2 separate regions of the Hordeum vulgare genome follow, and region 1 is linked to region 2. Evidence: chromatin contacts called from public HiChIP or PLAC-seq data. All regions are on one chromosome and are shown on one strand. Each heading gives the region's core, a stretch centred on a gene start, on an enhancer-like site or on the middle of the called end of the contact. The rest is flanking DNA. Distances are from core to core; before and after follow the strand shown.

Region 1 (6,642 bases), core at 451-2,950, 580 kb before region 2:
TATCGCTTCCGTCGGAATTTCCACCGAGACATTTTTACAAAAAAATCCATGTCGTTTGGCTGAATAAACCCGCAGTCCATTGTTTATAGTTGAAAAACGTTTCGTTTTTACAAAATCCCCCCTCCCCGCGGTCAACGTCTTCCTATCCTATCCAGAGACCACGCACGCCCACCGCTGGCATCTCAGCTCGGGCACGAGGAGGCGGGGTCGAGGAGGGGGCGCGCAGGCGCGAGGAGATGGGGGCGAGGATGTGCAGGAGGAGCCGAGGAGGCGAGGGAGCTCCCAGCCGGTCGTCGGCTTTGGCGAGGAGGCGACCAGCCGGCCGTCGGCTTCGGCGAGGAGGCGAGGGAGCTCGGGGAGCTCGGCTCAGCCTTGTCGCCGGTGACGTGAGGCCGAGGGGGCGGGGTCAAGTATGCGTAGGAGGACGTCGGTCGCCTGCTTCCGACGAGGACGCAAGGGAGCTCAGCCCTGTCACCGGTGACGCGAGGCCGAGGAGGTCACCCATCCGTGCAAGCACCGCAATCGGCCTGTCGTGCTCCTCATCCCCCAATCAGGCGGAGTCCTTGGAGTGGCACCATGACAGGAACCGCAACAGTCTCCTGCCCGAATCACTCCTCTCGCACACTCCACTTTGTGAGCTCCAAGCCAGAGACCGCGTAGGGGAGCGAGATCTAGGCTCGAAGCCCCGCGGCAAGGCGCCGTGGGAGGGTGGACTGCACACGACGACCACGCCGATCCGGAGCCTGAAGCCTGGGCGCAGATCCGCACGGCCACATAAAGCAGCTGCCGGCCACCGTTGCCACGCCTCCGCCACAAACCCAGCCGCCGGTCACCGTTGCCACGCCTCCGCCACAAACCCAGCCGCCACATGTGCAGGCCCGACCAATCTCATTAGCCATCCATCTAATTCCTTCAGCGATGTGGCAGAGAAGTCGCCCCCATGTGCACCCGCTTTCTTCTGGAGTGCACCATTTGGACAATCCAATTTCCAAGTGGACTAGAGCACCTCACGCTCCCGTGGGTGTGTGTGTGGCTGGAGCACGAAGAAGAGAAAGGAGAGCAGGGCCTGGAAGAATGGTGATGCGGATAAGGTCCATGCGGTGGGAGATAGCTTAGTGTGGAATGCTTTTTTAATTGGCTGCACCGACCAAAAGCTACTAGATGTTGTTATACGTGCTAGCACCGAGCATGTGTGCTTTTTAAGATAAGGAGTGTTGTAAACTCTTCTTGCACTAAAAAAATTATGCTTTTAAATATGTTCATGCTTTTATTAAAAAAATTCAAATTTTCTGAAAAAACGTTCTAACTTTTTTAAAAGACCATTTAAATTAATCACAATGTTTCAAAAATTCTATTTCAGAAAAACATGTGTTCCAAAAAATGTTATTTTCACAACATGTCTCAGTTCTAAAATTATTAATGATGGTTATTAAAACTATATATAATAAATGACGCATACTAACACATGAAATAGGTTTTATGATATTTTTTGCCCGTTGCAACGCACGGGTATTTGTACTAGTTTTTTAAAAAAGAAAAGAAAAAAAGGCAAACCTGGCACGCACGATACATACAACGTACCCGTACGGCGATGATCCAGACGCAACCGTATCCATCTGATTTGGAAGCCGAGAGAAAAAGGCAGGGGTTGGTGCGCAGCGAGTTTAAAATTCAGATAAGCCGGGGAAGGCGACGTCGCGCGCTCTCGTCTCTTCACTCGCCGGGGCCGAACGAGTGGTCCTCCTCCACCTCCACCTCCGCCTCCGTCTCCATTCCCCAAACCCCCAACCTCTCGCAGAGCAGACCCACCCGCTGCAGGCCTGGACCACCACCGGTCACGAGGCCACGCGTCAGCGAAACACCCGCCCGCTCTCCGGCCAAGAAGCAAAGGGAGGCGGTCGTCGTCCACCTTTGCCGCCCTTAATGACGCGCGGTAATCCATCTCGCCGAGCTTCTACTACTACAGTCACCGGAGCGCGCTGTGAAGCGTCACATGGGATGGGCTTGTACGTACGCTAGCTAGCACATTTATTACGGCAGTCGGCAGGTCGCCCATCCCATCCCATCCCGTCCCACCGCGGCCGCCGTCCCTTCTCGCCTTCGCCTCCGGGTCCCGGCCCGCTTTAAACCCGCCCCTGGCCTCCCTGGCTCCCTCCCTCCCTAGCCATCGCCATTCTTGGTGTCGCTTAGCATAATCATTACCGATAATTATTGGCGGCCTCCCAGATATTTTCATCCGCTCACTTGAGTTCACCCCTCTCGGGTGGCCGCGAGAGCCCAGATCGGCGATCGGCAGATGGACGCGGCCCTATCCGCCGTCGCCGACGAAGCGCCGCCCGCTGTCGTCCTCGTCTCCGCCGGTGCCAGCCACTCCGTCGCCCTCCTCGGTAAGTCGAACGGACCGTTTTCTTTCTTTCTTTCTTTCTTTCTTTCCGGGCATGGGGAGCATTTCGTCGAGCGTCGTCTCGGCGCGCACAGGGCGGGGATTCTTTCCAGGTCCAGGTGTTAGTGTGGATCGTGGTGCTGACGGGTCCGTGCCGTGGCGGCGGCGGCGGCGGCTTGTGCTTTGCAGCGGGCAATGTGCTGTGCACGTGGGGCAGGGGAGAGGACGGGCAGCTCGGCCACGGGGACGCGGAGGACCGGCTCGTGCCGACGGTGATCAGCGGCTTCGACGCGCCGGGGATCACGTCCGTCATCTGCGGGGCGGACCACACCACCGCCTACTCCGAGGACGAGCACCAGGTCTACAGCTGGGGGTGGGGGGATTTCGGGAGGCTCGGCCACGGCAACTCCACCGACGTCTTCACGCCCCAGCCGGTCAAGGCGCTGCAGGGGATCAAGATCAAGCAGCTAGCCTGTGGGGATAGCCACTGCCTGGCCGTCACCATGGCCGGTGAAGTGCTCAGGTAAGACGGCTAGCAACAGTATGTACCAGCCGCCTTTCAAAACATGGAAAAGATACTATGTGTTGCTGAGAGGACTTTTCGGCAATTGATAAGATACCTGCACTGCATTGCTCTTGCTGATCTTCGAGTGACTGTTACTTAGTCTGAACTTCTGATACATGCTTGTTTTAGTTGGGGGCGTAACCAAAATGGCCAGCTTGGTCTTGGAACTACTGAAGATTCGCTGCTCCCACAAACGATTCAAGCTTTTGAGGTGCAATATTCTTCTTATGTGCTATTTTTAGATAGCAGATGCAAATATATGGTACAAGAAAAATAATAATCTAGTGTCATCTTCTTTGATATTTGTCCATGACAACAATCTTTTGATCGCATTTTGTTACGGTAGGGATTCCCTACCGGGGAAGCATGTCATGTGAAAATCATTGTTATGGTTTGCAACACTCCTATACAGACCAACATGACATGTAGTGTAGGTGGGATCCTGTCAGGTTATTGGGATGGGCATTCCGTCATTTATACATAGGTACCACTCTGATATAGACATCAGTGAATAGCACCGCGTTAATGATTAAACAAATAACCTTTAAGTATACTTCTATCTTCTCAAAATTTATCAACAAATATAATAAAGCTTGTGTGAGAATGTACACATGCTGACCTTCTAATGAATATGATGTGCAAGGTTATTAAGAGCTAATGGTCCAAAATGTATAGGGTATTTCTGTGAAGATGATTGCTGCTGGTGCCGAACATACTGCTGCAGTAACTGAAGATGGCGATATCTATGGATGGGGCTGGGGTCGATATGGAAACTTGGGTCTTGGTGATCGGAATGACCGATTTGTTCCTGAAAAAGTATCTTCGGTGGAGGTAATGATCTAAATTGGCATGACTTGCTTAACATTTACACCCACAGATGCACTCCTACTAATGCCTTCATTACTTAATACATAAAAATGGAATAATCTATGGCTGCGTGCATCTCTCGATGCAGAGGCCGGGGCTTTGCCTCCTTTTCTAAAAAAAAATTCAATCTATATCTGTTTTGTTTTTTGGAGAACCATCTATATCTGTGTTCTGGAGTGGTATTATCAAGCACCCAACATATCCCTGTTAGTGTCATCATAGAACTAATTAATGATGAATATGAAGGACTAGTATTCAAAGATAAGGACTGGCTTCCTGTCTGGTGCAGTACTACCCATGTATTTTCATGCTTCATAGTTAAATAGCTAACACTGCAGAAGAATCTCTTGCCTAAATGGAAACATCTAGAATACATATTGTTCTCTGAGATGACTAGTAGAAGCTTATATATGCCCATCTAGCCATCCCTGTCCAGTCATCCATAGGTGATTTTATTCATTGAAATTACATGCAATGCTGTCTTCTACAGTTCCGACTATGGAAGGCGTTAGTTTTTTGTTTTTTGTCTCTTCTTCTTACTTGCCCTGTTTATTCTTATGCTTCCAGGTTTATCTTTATTCTTGTTACTTGCACTTTTGTAGGGAGACAAGATGGTGCTTGTTGCATGCGGATGGCGCCATACCATTACTGTTTCCTCCTCCGGTAGTTTGTACACTTACGGTTGGAGTAAATATGGTCAGCTTGGTCATGGCGATTTTGAAGATCATCTAGTTCCACATAAAGTAGAAGCCTTAAAGGATAGCTCTACATCCCAGGTACTAGCTAATACCAACTACATTCTGTGTGATGCAATCTGTATGATTACATCTTCATGCAAGCTCATAGGGCTATCTAGAGGCAGTGTGGTGTTACTTTTGTAGTCCTCCAAGCAACTCAGAACCTATCATATGCTATTCAGCCTGCAGAATTCCTCGGGCCAGACTAAAGTCTTGGAGCTATCAAGTTTTCTTTTGTTACATACTACATATGTGCTGATTGATTGGTGATTGAGGTCTGTGAAGAAGGTTAATAATATATACATATGCTCTATCTGATTTAGATTTCAGGTGGATGGAGGCACACAATGGCACTTACATCAGATGGAAAACTTTATGGATGGGGATGGAACAAGGTCATCATCAATGTCCATCTACTTTTCTTTATCCGTCGTATGGTTGGTATCTGTGTAAAACTACACAAGGAAGTCTTCTATTGCGTGGTTTTGTTCACGATTTCAAAAGACCAAATACTCGAAATGAATCTCTAATGTGGTACCCAAGCCTTAATCAACTTTTTATATGCATTTGTTGCTACGGCATCACCATTTCATGACAATCAAAAGATTCCTCCACACAGAGAAAACAAGATAAGACTCATATTAATTTAAACAGGATCAACCGGGTTTCAGAATGCAATCATTTATTATAATTTCTACTAGGAGAATCACCATTGTTTGCTAAAGTTCAACCACTTTATATAGGATAGAAAGTCTTTACAGATGCTTGGCTTTGGAAGTATGTTGAGTCATAACTCATCGATTGGGCTATACAATACTTAGTGTTTACTAATGAGTAATGACCAGTCAGAATGAATGGAGTTCTGGCAGATCCCTAGATTTGAGCCCTTTCATTATCCCAGTCGTCATTTGATAAGTTTTTTCACAATGCTACAGCTAGTGGTGGACTGGTTTTTTGTAATCTCATTCAATTTATTTTACTATTGTTATAAACGGTGCCTGTATGCTGAGCTTGGCTTGAATTCCGACTACTTTTCTGAAAACCGGTCGTACTGGCATATTATGTTTCGACATATTATTTTTCCGGTGTTTCATCTTTCACTTGTCCAGGTGGTTTATCTTTATCTGCACTAATCGTCTCATATTTTTATCTGCAGTTTGGGCAAGTTGGAGCTGGCGATAATGCTGATCACTGTTCCCCAGCCCAGGTTAATTTTCCTGAGGAACAGGTATGGCATGTGTTTGGGAGTGCTAAATGATTCATAGAAGTCATAACCAGCATATTTATGCTCAAATCCTCTCATTGATTCACGTGAATAATAATTTCAAACTTCCATACCTTGTGGTGGTGCTGCAGAAAGTTGCCCAAGTTGCTTGTGGATGGAGGCACACTCTTGCTTTCACAGAAAAGAAAAATGTGTTTGCATGGGGAAGGGGTACTAGTGGACAACTCGGTCATGGGGAAATAGTTGACAGGTGGTTCCTGTTTAATGTTTTTATTCCCCATCTTAAGTGAAGCACTCATTTGAACTAGCCCTAGATCACCTGTCATAGCGTGAACTAACAAAATATCATCTTTGCCCAATCCTGAAGGAACACACCTGTGATTATTGATGCCCTAAGCCCAGACGGTCCTGGTTGCAAGAAGCTGGAGTCTTCAGCAGCTATTCCATTTGCAGGTTGGTTGGTACCAAATGCGCTCTAGCCGCAGATACTAGCAGGTGCGTGTTTTCAGACAGACAACTGATGGTGCTTCGTGATGTTTTCAGCTAAAATTTGGGTGTCACCCTCTGAAAGATATGCTCTTGTTCCTGATGAGAAGGTGAGCTCATGCCTAGTAGACATGCAACCTCTTTCTCCTTGCGAGAACATAAAGTTCTTTTACATACCGTAGGACTGTCTCTGAAGATTGCTCCATGTTGATCTGTAGGTTGCAAAACCAGGTGATGCCACCGCGCGTGGCAATGGTGCGGATGCGAGTGTGCCCGAGAATGATGTAAAGAGAATGCGCGTTTGATCCTAGTGCGATGACCCGTCATCTATGTACCTCATTAACCCTAGCACTACCACCAAAAAACCTTGCGCATTGTT
Region 2 (6,974 bases), core at 6-2,505:
TGGATCAATGGTCATAGTATCACACAAATTTCTCCCCACCTGCTTAGCTTTGTGCGGTCGGTGATGCAAATAGTGTTGTGGCCTATTCTTTTCCCAGAGCGAGGTGGGTCGATGATATCAATGGAACGCCATCTGTGTCGACAATCATTGAGTTCCTCGAGTTTTGGTCTTGTTGCAGGATCGGAGCATTGATGACATGCCAAACCTCCTTCTCCAGGTGCCTCTCAGTCAACAATATGTATTCTTTGAGAGAGATTTACGCTGCATTCATCTTCAACTGTGAATTCGCCTATACTCTAGGTAGTTGTGGGATTCTTGGGCGCCTTTGGAGGTAGATATTTACATGTGGCTCATCGTCAAAACAACATCTAGACCGTGGATAGGTTGGTAGGACGTGCGCTCCAGCACCCTCCCTGCCACTTGCTTTGCCGCCATGTTTAGGAGATACCCAACACATGCTTTTGAGGTTTCCCTTTTCTCAAGAACTTTGGTATCATGCACTCTTGCCATATAAGCGACACGGTTTTATACCAAATGGATTGGAGGACCTTGTTGGCTGGTGGCCAATGGTATGCTCAATTGCACCCCGTCATCTTCATACGGAGATGAGCTCTATCGTCACCAAGAGACTGCGCTCCATGTGGATTGAGCGCAATAGCCGTGTGCTTGATCATGTCTAGTCGCACACAAGCCAAGTTGTGTCCTTTTTTTTGTAGAGCTTACGCTTTCAAAAGGCGACACACAAAGGCAACGACGGATCCAAAGGGGCAAGGGGGAGCCATGGCCCCCATGGTTGACTGTCTTTTTGCCAATACACACTTCAAATTTCCGAAAAAATGCATAAACACTCTTCAAACTAGTGTTTGCCCCCCCCCTTCCCCCCACCCCTCCGCCCTTCTTCATGGATCGTGACTTTGTCCCTGCACATAGGTGGGAATGCATCGCATATATCATAGCTTGACATGCGTGGGGGTGGAGCGTAGATATCGCGTATGACTATCCTTCACATGTGATGGTACTTGTTTTTTCTTCTCATTTTTAATGGAGAAGACATGCAATACTTTTGAAGTATAGTGTACATGATACTTCCTGCTTCCCACACAAGCAAGCATATACTTGCACAACTAGACACATGCATTGATTCGTGGGGCATCACACCCGGGTGCACGCAGCAGGGATCTCTGGAGATAATCAAACCCGAGTAACCGACCGACCAGAACACGGTGGCAAGAGCGCGTCGACTGGGCAGGCAAAGGAAAGGAGAGTGACAGAGGGACAAACAAAGTTGTGAGGACAGCCTGAAATACAGTTCACTTCAGGAGTTCCGGCGAGGACGAGAACCAACAACATCCCCACTTCCCCCCCAACCGTCTCCTCGCCGAGAAGGATCTTTCGCGAAGCCTCTCCGGTCTCCCATCCTCCGCCCCCCGCCGTCGCCCTCGCCTCCGCCCGCGACTCCTCGCCAGGTAAGGCCCTTCTCTCTGCTTCGCCGTTTGTTGGTTCTTTTTCTGCTGCCCCTTTCGGTTGGGCGTATGTGTGAGATCAGCCGCGGGCGCGGGCGCCGATTGACTTCTGAGTGGAACTCGCCGGACTGGGTGCATTAGATTTGGTTGTCTATTTTTGTGGTTGCGTACAAGTACTTTTGGGCTAAAGGCGAGATTCTGGACAAAGCCGCCTTTTCCCCCAATTTAAAAGCACTTGTAAGAGTGTGTTGATCCTGAATTCATGACCCCGGGAGATTAGAGGTCTATATTTCACACTGCAACGCGATTGGTTCCGGCTAACATCTAACTGAGGCAAACGCGATTGGTCCTTGTGCTTAGAATTTGTAGTGAGATGCAGATGTTATGATCAGTATATGTATTAGTAGTATCGTCTGATGAATAAATTATAACATTAAACATGTACAGATGAAATGATCAATCCGTTGTTTTTTGACTCTGAATATTGCGTGTCTTCAATTACTCTCATAGTTTTCGCCTTTTCCATATGCAACTATCTGAATATACGCACACTAACCACCCACCTTGCTTCCATCTATCCCCCGAGACTACTTCGTTTGAACCAACTGCCTATTTTCTCATAACAGTCTCTTACTCACACTGCAACTTAGTTTGAGCGAACTGTCCATCTCCCATCATAGTCCATTCACACTGCAAGACCGATCAGGGATACTAATCACATGTTTTTTTTTTGCTGCTAATGTAGCAATGCAGCTGTATCACCATCCGTATTCACTGGACAGTCAGAAGGTGCGGATAGCCCTGGAAGAGAAGGGTATTGACTACACATCATATCATGTCAATCCGCTAACGGGGAAAAACATGAATGTGGCCTTCTTCCGAATGAACCCTTCAGCGAAGCTCCCTGTCTTCCAAAATGGCGCTCATGTCATTTTCCGCGCCATCGATATCATCCAGTACGTTCTTTCATTCACCCTTGGAATGGCTCAAACTTAGACGCATTCGATACTGCTGATCAAACAGCAATATTCATTTATCTCCTCTATATTTTCATAGGTACATAGACAGACTCGCAGTGCACTTAAGTGGTGAAATACAGCCTGTGAATACCGAGGTTCTCCAATGGATGCAGAAAGTTGATGGTTGGAATCCTAAGATGTTCACACTAACTCACACCCCACTAAAGTACCGTTCATTTGTCTCCAAGTTCATTCGTCGAGTGCTGATTGCTCGAATGGCTGAAGCCCCAGATTTAGCTAGCATGTACCATGTCAAGCTCCGTGATGCATATGAGACCGAAGACAGACTGAAGGACCCTGAGACTATGCGGCAAAGTGAGGAGGAGCTGAGCAAACTCCTTGATGATGTTGAGGCCCAGCTCAACAAGACCAAATATCTCGCTGGCGATGAATTCTCACCAGCTGATTCGATGTTCATTCCCATTCTTGCACGAATAGCCCTTCTTGATCTGCATGAGGAATACATCAGTAGCCGGCCCAGGGTCCTGGAGTACCACACATTGGTCAAGCAGAGGCCAAGCTACAAGGTTGTAATTGGGAAGTACTTCAACGGGTGGAAGAAGTACCGTACTCTCTTTAGGACCTCGTTCTTCCTTTGTGTTCGAACCTTGTTCCGAAAATACTAGGTGGTTCAGCGTGTTGCATACCCGATACACGCTGAACCAATGTGTACAGTAAAGTTTAGGCTGAATATATGACCAGTATACCATCATGTGTTTTTCCTCCAAGGCCAGGCTGATGGTTCCTGAGAGTTTTGTTTTCTATACACCTGTCTGCTCCAATGTCGCTGTTTAGAGCCTACAGAATCTAGATGTTGAATTATTTGCAGAATAATAGGCCTATATACACAGTTTGGATTTTCTGATACGATGTGTCTCTGTTCATGGACAAATATTATTTCTATCATCTGTTTTAGCGCTCCTCATGTCTAAGGTATCTTATGTACCAGTTGTCACTGCAATCTTCTTTTCTATTTGATTATATGTTTTCCAAGTTTGTTAGAGAGACTAGTTTTTTCAATTTCATATTGTTTCTAGCTCATAGCTTCTAATTGCAAATTAAATTATGAATTAAAATTTGTTTACTCATATTTTTCTCATAAGTTAATTTTTCTGATGTCAGCGTGCGTGGGCTTGGCCCTGTGTTTTTTGATGTTGGAAGTGTGCTCAGCCCTTCTTGTTTCGGTTTTCTCCTGGGTTTTCTGTAATTAGCTGGGCAACAATCTTCTTCTTAATCAATAAAACGGGCAAAACTTTTGCCTCGTGTTAAAAAACAATATTTTTTTCATAGTTTAATTTTTTCATGTTCATATTTTTAAAAACTCAAATAGCAATGAACTATTTTCCTACTGTATGAGTGCAGAGCTTCCCAGATATGTAAGCAGAAGATCTCCATGCACATGCTTTACATGTACAGTACACAAGAATGGGCCCCATTATCATTGACTCTATAGTAATACTAGATGCACTAGGTGTCTTTATTACTTGACCCCCCTGTGGTTGTCGACATAGTGCACAGCACGTCTATTTATACACCATAGCTGAAACACTTCATCCAGCAATTCAAGCTTGTTGTCTGATACTTTTTTCTTTCAGATTTTGTAGGCTCCGAGAGTAAGCAGGGAAGAGGAAGAAAGAGAGAGCATAAGAGCGCTAGGAATGGGAACATGAAGGAAAGCTTAACTTTTTTGTTTCCACCTCTAGTGTTGGAGGTGCAAACATTTAGTTTTGTGCTTTCCTGATGTCTCCCATTCTTATGGTTCTTGAGCTTTCCCTCCTCTCCCCTTTCGCTTGCGCATTAGATTAATGCATAAACCTTAAATATGTGTGCACATATGTGTGCACATACTTAGATTATCTGAGATCTAGAAGGCTAGTCGAGAAAAGGAAGAAAAGAGAGCCTGAGAGCAGTAGGAATGGGAACATGGAGGAAAGCCTAACTTACTTTGTTTTCGCCTCTAGTGTTGGAGGTGAGAATTCAGTTTGGTATTTCCCGATGCCTCCTATTCCTATTGTTCTCAAGCACTCCTTCCTTTTCTTTTTGGCTTGCTTGGCTGCTTTAGCGTAGAAACAAAATATATGCACATATATTTGACGTGAGATCTCAAATGAGAACATAGAAGAAAGCCTATCTTACTAACTCTTACTAACTTATCTGTTTCTCCACCTCTTGTGTTGAGGTGGAGATATTTCCCAATGCTTCTCATTCCTATCGTCCTTATGCGCTCCTTCCTCTTCCTTTTTTGTTTGCTAAATCACTTCCGCAGAAAAACAGAACATATATGTGCATACATTCAAGTGATATGAAATGTCCACTATGAGACGGGAAGAGGAAGAAAAGAGGGCCTAAGAGCGGTGGGCATGGGACATGATGCAAGGCTAAAGAGCTCAGTTCCTCGTCTAACACTGTAAAGGCTAAAGAGCTCAGTTCCTGATGCCTCGCATGCCTATTGTTCTTTGGTGTTCCTTCCTCTTCCTCGTCTAACACCGTAAACTCTGTTTTTATACTAGTCTCCCCCCTTCCTTCTAGATCACACAACATAAAAAGGATTCATGGTATAATATGATTTCGTTCAAGTTAATAACCCTGCGTACCAGATTTGCTATTTTCTGTGTTTGTTTGTCTCTTTGGCATGCCTTAATCCATTCATAAGATAAGATAAGATGTCGGCTTAACAGGGCTACTGGCTTATATTTCATAATTTAGTAGTACTATAATTCATTTTTTAGATTCTACTCGCACCACGAAACACACCAAGACATTTCATTTACCTGTCAGGTATTATTTACACTAGGAAATCCTCTAGCACATATAACTGGATATTATTTGCATTTAAGTACGTAACGTGTCAAGAAACCAAACCTTTAGACACTTACTTCTGTATTAACTAATTTATCAAGTTTGTTTACAAGCTTTGTCCCAAATGCTCAAATAGCATTTCAAAATAGCATTAATGTTTAATGCCTATACATGTATGCAGATTTATGATGAAAGTAGCGCAATATATCATAAATCCATGATGCATTTGTAAGGCTAACATGGGCCACCTGCATGGTATAGTAAAATAGTAGATCATCGAAGCAGTGAAATTGTCTTTTAGATAAACCACACAGCTAACATTTAAAGCGTGTCATTCTCTCGGCCCTCCAAACAAAAATACTCCTTTTCTGATGGAACTAGGAGACAGACCTCTGTATCTATGTGCCCGTCATTCCATAGTTTGTACAAAGTTGAATGAACAATCTGCTTGTCAAGAATTGTTGCGTCAATAATCTGCAAATTTGCAACCAAAGTTTAGTATTGTGCACTGCAATTTGCAACAGGAAGCCATGTCGTCAAATGAACAATCATAAAACAGGATCACACAACTAAATTTACTGCATAACAGAAGCTTTCTTAACCCAAAGAGATTGACAGCAATAACAGAGCATAGTTCTAGAATCTCCTTAATGTACAAGAGTGTGAGTTAATCACGTTGCCCTGTACACATAGGATTAGGAAAGAAAGCCAAACCTAGTCCTAGTAGTATTAGGATACCTAGTCCTAGTCTATTTCCATAGTCCCTTATGGACGTGTATAAAAGGCACCCTAGGGGTGTTGATTGTAACACCAAGAAAAACGAAAAGCAATACAAAGCAAAGGCTCGACACGGGCCTTTAGTCATCAAATCCATCGATCAGTTTTATTCGTGTCGCTAGTTAGGCAAGTTCCGTCAAGTAGCCGACCGAAGCAAGAATCGCGTAGGCACGCCTGTACGGCTGCATACGCACGTTCAAAAGCCAACAATTGGTATCTAGAGCCTCGACGATCTACGATCTACGATGGCGGACAGCGACGCTGAGTCGGTCAAGTCCGGCAAGGACGGTGCCAAGGCGAACAAGAACGGCGACAAGGTGAAGAAGGGCGTCAAGTCAGCAACCAATGGTGGAGGAACGAGCGGCGCCAACGTCCAGGCGCATCACAACATCCACATCCAGTACCCGATGCTCACCGACGTCAACTACGGCGTGTGGGCGGTGAAGATGAAGATTATTCTCCGAACCCTTCGAGTGTGGCAGGCAATCACGGACAACGACGTCGATGATGAGTCCGACGAAGGTGCCATGGCCGCCATAGCCCAGTCCGTGCCGGATTCCGTGCTAATGACATTGGCGGAGTTTGAGACGGCAAGAGAGGCGTGGAACACACTCAAGGAGATGAGGATCGGAGAAGATCGCGTCACCAAGGCTCGGGCACAAGTGCTGAAGCGCCAATTTCACAAGTTGCAGATGGAGGAAACTGAATCGGTGAACGACTATGCTATGCGTCTTACTACTTTGGTGGGAGAGATCCGCGCGCTTGGTGCAAAGCTCAAGGAGACCGAGATTGTGGAGAAATTTTTCAGTTCGGTGACTGATAAATTCACATACATCATCGGCACACTTGAGTAGCTTTACGACATCGACGACATGACCATAACGGAGGCGATCGGACGCCTGCGGACATGGGAAGA

The links. HiChIP or PLAC-seq counts read pairs in DNA pulled down with a chosen protein or histone mark.
Region 1: a contact with region 2 is called in an H3K4me3 HiChIP or PLAC-seq map of embryo, with 5 times the contacts expected there. The contact joins the promoter of LOC123426768 here to the promoter of LOC123430300 in region 2. A contact is called at or near these places in 2 of 6 Hi-C or Micro-C datasets (leaf and seedling) and 1 of 1 datasets of contacts at active chromatin or transcription factors (embryo).

Annotation. Positions count from the first base shown.
Region 1 is chr2H:483,144,629-483,151,270 of MorexV3_pseudomolecules_assembly, reverse strand. It overlaps LOC123426768 (ultraviolet-B receptor UVR8-like), which reads left to right and starts at 1,700. Exons shown (of 11, transcript XM_045110649.1): 1 at 1,700-2,387; 2 at 2,573-2,906; 3 at 3,078-3,159; 4 at 3,624-3,779; 5 at 4,418-4,591; 6 at 4,876-4,947; 7 at 5,709-5,780; 8 at 5,909-6,027; 9 at 6,145-6,230; 10 at 6,321-6,373; 11 at 6,482-6,642. The coding sequence starts at 2,297. The coding sequence ends at 6,568.
Region 2 is chr2H:482,558,935-482,565,908 of MorexV3_pseudomolecules_assembly, reverse strand. LOC123430300 (glutathione S-transferase TCHQD) reads left to right here and starts at 1,255. Exons shown (of 3, transcript XM_045114171.1): 1 at 1,255-1,466; 2 at 2,209-2,419; 3 at 2,520-3,407. The coding sequence starts at 2,211. The coding sequence ends at 3,108.